Linked DNA regions of Bombyx mori: region 1 is linked to region 2. A link is a contact called in public Hi-C data. All regions are on one chromosome and are shown on one strand. The core of a region is the stretch at or near the end of the contact, and the rest is flanking DNA. Distances in the headings are between cores, read along the strand shown.

Region 1 (2,700 bases), core at 170-2,669, 63 kb after region 2:
GATGGCCGAATTCATGTTGCTGAAGCTTAATAACATTTCGACAATATAGGCAGATGAGCATACGCCTCAGAGTGTGTGGTTATCGTCGGTTTTTTAAACAAGCTTACAGCCCACCTGGTGTTAAGTGATTACTGGAGCCCATAGACATCTACAACGTAAAGGCACCAGCCACCTTTAGATATAAGTTCTAAGGTCTTAGTATAGTTACAACGGCTGCCGACCCTTCAAACCGAAACGCATTACTGCTTCACGGCAGAAATAGGCAGGGTGGTGGTATCTACCCGTGCGGACTCACAAAAGGTCCTACCACCAGTTACCATGGACATCAACAATGCTAGGGATAGAGCCGAGCCGCTGCCTATCGCTGAGTGATCCTCGTTTGAGAAGGACATATGTTATAGCGTTCAGGAATTACTGCAGAGGGAATTTCACCCCAAAACATCAGGGTACGTTACTGAACAAATTTCTGGAAACTCACTGTAGACAAACGTGCTACAAGGCAGTATGGATGAAGTTTTTTTTTTTTATTGCTTAGATGTGTGGACGAGCTCACAGCCCACCTGGTGTTAAGTGGTTACTGGAGCCCATAGACATCTACAACGTAAATGCGCCACCCACCTTGAGATATAAGTTGTAAGGTCTCAGTATAGTTACAACGGCTGCCCCACCCTTCAAACCGAAACGCATTACTGCTTCACGGCAGAAATAGGCAAGGCGGTGGTACCTACCCGCGCGGACTCACAACAGGTCCTACCACCAGTAATTACGCAAATTATAATTTTGCGGGTTTCACTTTTATTACACGATGTTATTCCTTCACCGTGGAAGTCAATCGTGAACATTTGTTGAGTATGTATTTCATTAGAAAAATTGGTACCCGCCTGCTGGATTCGAACACCGGTGCATCGCTTCAACACGAATGCACCGGACGTCTTATCTTTTCGGCCACGACGACTTAACATCGAAGAGATGAAGTCCGGAGTTGAGCCCGGTGCGATGTTAAAGACGAGATGTAGGGATCTTCTCAAAGAATTCTTCAGAACATTCTGCATGTAAAGCACAATATAAACCACAAAGTTGTTCTGACTTCATTATTGTTTTATTGTCTTTGTAGGCATACAAGCATACGGTCCACCTGATGGTTAGTGGTTATTGTCGCTCATGGACGTCAGCAATGCCAAGGGTGCAGCCAAGTCGTCCATTTTCAGGGTTGGATATAGTGTCAAAATGGTTTTTGGCATACCTGACCTCTATAATCATAATTTTTTTTAAATATCAATAGTGCGATTCAGATCTATTATTGCCTGATTACCAAGTGTTTTCGTCTTCTCGTGAACATCTGAATTTCCAGGTTGGAGAAACAGTCGGTTATCAAGTGCGCTTGCACTCGAAGCCGCCGCGGCCACCCGCCGGCTCCGTGCTCTACTGCACCAGCGGGGTCCTGCTGAGGAGGCTGCAGGCCAACCCAGGTTGGTACGTACTGCCTTGTAACCCGATCATGCCGACGAGATGTAATTACCGCCAGATTGTCAGCAATTAGTTACCTTGAAGTCGTCGTGGCCTAACGGATAAGACGTCCGGTGCACTCGTGTCGAGCGATGCACCGGTGTTCGAATCTCAGGCGGGTACCAATTTTTCTAATGAATTATGGACTCAACAAATGTTCACGATTGACTTCCACGGTGAAGGAATAACATCGTGTAATAAAAATGAAACCTGCAAAATTATAATTTGCGTAATTACTGGTGGTAGGACCTCTTGTGAGTCCACACGAGTAGGTACCACCGCCCTGCCTATTTCTGCCGTGAAGCAGTAATGCGTTTCGGTTTGAAGGGTGGGGCAGCCGTTGTAACTATACTTGAGACCTTAGAACTTATATCTCAAGGTGGGTGGCGCGTCTACGTTGTAGATGTCTATGGGCTCCAGTAACCACCTAACATCAGGTGGGCTGTGAGCTCGTCCAACTACCTAGCAATAAATAAAAAAATCGACGTTTGCGTTGCCATAGCTGTGACGTAGTTGCCAATTAGTAGGGTACCTTGCTGGAACATAGGGTCTTCACAAGTTTTGCCCTGAAAATAGGCTATATAAGCCATCTCCGAGCGCCAAATCGACGGTTAGGGGTCAAAGTGGTCGCCATGGCTGAAATCGGTCGGATGAATCATCATCATAATCATCACAAGTTGTCTCATCTAGCTCTCCACGACCAGATCTTCACCTGCTACGTGGTTACCACTCAAACGCGATTGATGCTGCGTTGACTCCAAAAATAAGTATACCATGATATATGCAAAAATGTTTACATGGCGAGCACAGTGGTGACACAGCTGTTTGTATAGTAATTTAGACTTTTAGTCTCATCGTGATGTCCATGGGCTCCGGCGAGAACTTAACCCTAGATGAGCTGTAAGCTCGTTCGCCTATGCAATAAAGTCGGATTGAGATCGAAAGACGTGAAAAGAAAAGATACAAAGATAATTTATGATATCAGAACTGCCAAGACGTGCTTTATCAATACAAAGGTTCAGACAAGCATCACTTGTCTGTCACGTAAGTTAACGTTTCACTAGGGGGTCGTTGACTCCGCGCCATTTGACTTTGTCCTACATTGCTTGCCCAAAAAAATATCCTAAAATCTGATCTGTTACGTAAGTTAATGTTTCACTAGGGGTCGTTGACTCCGTGCCAGTCGACTTTGTC
Region 2 (2,700 bases), core at 35-2,534:
TGAGCTCGTCCACTCATCTAAGCAAAAAAAAGAGTAATAATAATAATACACTTCTGAATACTATTACTAGCTCAGCTCAGGCCACAACCAAGCTAAGCATCATAATGCCAGCTCAGACAGCTTCTTTAAAGTTAATTTTCGTTAGGAAATAATTATACAAAAATCAGTTCAAATCTCAGTATACATACCTTCATATCATCCTCTTCAAAATAATGCATACTCAATGTCACCAAGTTATTGGTCTGTGGATCATATTGGAGCACAGATAGTTTAGCTTCTTTGAATGAAACCAACAGGATATCTCGACCAGAACTTTGACAGCGTACAGAAGCTAAAGACATCACATTACCCCATAATGTATATGTCGCTAAGCATTCCAACTTCATCTTCGGGGGAATCGGCTGACCGGCTGAAAAAGTATATAATGACATGAGAAAATGTTTTATTTTTATTTTAGTCAGACGTAGAAGCTGACGATTACACGGTGTTATTCATTCATGGCGACAGTAATTTGTGACCAGATGTTAATTAGGTATTGTATTGGAAAATTTTAAGCCAGGAATTCGGACACTGCTATAGTAACACAGCTCGAAATTAGTAAACCAAGATTCTATCATTTCAACAATAATTAGAACCGCATACTGAACATACAGTATATTTGCAGGGATATTATCTATTCTAGTTTTTAACAGAAAGCAGTTAAAAAAACAAACCTGCATTAATCTCTTTTGTGTGGCCTTCGGGCAGCAGCCTGAAGACCTTGATGATATTGGCACCGGCGGTGACCAGACAAACCTCGTCATTGTTAAAGAAATAACAGCTAACCGCGTGCTCTATACCAGTCGCTGGATGAGTCGTTCGACAAATCGAAAACATTATTCGTTAAACGTTCGATTTTGAGGTTATGAACTAAAACACTTTCAACACTAAAATCTGATATGTTTGCTTGAATCATTAATTTACAAACAGATAACAACAATCAAATATGGTCCTGATTTAACAAAATGCTGTTCAGTAACTCTAATTTAATCTGAGAAAAACATTGTATCAAACATCGTCGCTTTGTTGATGTCAGTTCTGAAACTTGATTTCTTTCTTACTATTTGAACTTGTTTTGTATATTTTAAATTAAAAGAATACGTTTAATTTTAACACAATAGTGTTTCGTGGTATAGATCCACGATGAACATTTGAATTGTTCAATATCGTTTTTATAAAACAAAAGAAGTTATTTGTGTGGTTTAAAAATTTAACTTGTTCCAGTTACCAGTTGTTTCCGAACGTTCCAAAATTGCAATCGGCCATAGATATTTTTTTTTGGTAAAAAATTTCCTTATTAAGAAAGGCAAGGGGATCTAAGCGCATCCAGCCTTGTCTGTTCTATATAATTTCTAAAATATCGGCCATAGATAATTCTAATTACCAAAGAATTATAAGAGTGTATGTGAATTATCTACGGTAAGAAGGTCTTTTTGATGTAAACGTAAGGATCTAAGTTGTATGAATTTGTAGCTACCGTCTATTCCGACAAAGACCTTCGCGATATCAAGGCTCACAGCGAGAAGCTCTAGGACCTTGGCTCTCCAAAGCTTCAGCCCACCTGTGGGTAAGATATAAAAGGTCCCCAGCTAAGCTACTGTAAAGGAAACCATACAATAGAGCCGGATACCGAGCTCAGTGGCAAAATTTTTGCCACGTTTCATGGTCTAAAGCAGTGATTCCCAAAGTGGTCTATATCGACCCCTAGGGGTCTATGACAACGTGCAAGAGGTCTACTTCTTCTTTTTCTCCACCTTATCCCACTATGTGGGGTCGGCACAGCTAATTTTTCTCTTCCATTCTCTTCTATCAGCCGTCATCTCAACACTCACTCCTCTCTCTCTCATATCGTCATTCACACACTCCATCCATGTCTTCTTCGGTCGACCTCTTCCCCCTCTACCTTTCACTACCATTTCCATACATCTCCTAGTCACATGCATCTTCTCTCTACGCATCACATGTCCATACCACGCTAACCGTCCGCTCCTTAATTTGTTGTTTACCGGGGCCACTTTCACACTTCCTCTGATATACTCATTCTTTATCTTATCCATTCTTGTTACTCCACACATCCATCTCAACATTCGCATCTCTGCCGCATGCACTCCTCTTTCATGCTTAACTTTCGTCGCCCAACACTCAGATCCATACAGCACGACAGGTCTAATGATCGTTTTGTAAATTTTGCCCTTGAGCTGAAGGGGCATTCTACGATCGCATGCTGTTGCAGAGACCTGTCGCCATTTCATCCAACCAGCGTTTATTCTATTTGTGACGTCCCGGTCTATGTTGCCGTCGTTCTGGAGTATAGAGCCGAGGTACTTGAAGTCAGAGCAGACTGGCAGGGATACACCATCTAAGGCGATTGGCGTGAAGTCTGAAGAACCACCAAAATCACAAAACATGTGCTTGGTTTTTGTTCGACTGATCTTCAACCTTTCTTTCCATTTTGCCAATCTCCTCTGTATCTCAGGCCCTTCCTCTCCAACGAGAACAATGTCGTCGGCGAACAGCATACACTAAGGCGCCTCTTCCTGTATGTCCGATGTTAGGGCATCCATTATTAGGATGAACAGGTAAGTGCTTAAAGCTGATCCCTGGTGTAAGCCTACCGCCACACTGAACTCGTCGCTATCGCCAGCTGCGGAGCGTACGTAC

What was found. A called contact is a pair of places that touch in the nucleus more often than the background predicts.
Region 1: a Hi-C map of midgut shows a contact between it and region 2, with 1.9 times the contacts expected there. The contact joins the enhancer-like site here to the promoter of LOC101745127 in region 2. A contact is called at or near these places in 3 of 7 Hi-C or Micro-C datasets (middle silk gland, midgut and whole pupa).

Annotation. Positions count from the first base shown.
Region 1 is chr28:8,536,237-8,538,936 of ASM3026992v2, forward strand. It overlaps LOC101745709 (ATP-dependent RNA helicase DHX30), which reads left to right. Exons shown (of 21, transcript XM_062676812.1): 8 at 1,352-1,469. Among protein-coding and RNA genes, the nearest start is that of LOC134201610, 3.9 kb to the left of the region's middle. Within about 2 kb of position 1,420, at least 2 of the 8 cell types and tissues checked have open chromatin away from gene starts, as enhancers often do.
Region 2 is chr28:8,472,909-8,475,608 of ASM3026992v2, forward strand. It overlaps LOC101745127 (cleavage and polyadenylation specificity factor subunit 1), which reads right to left and starts at 1,285. Exons shown (of 29, transcript XM_038021176.2): 1 at 714-1,285; 2 at 189-409. The coding sequence starts at 876.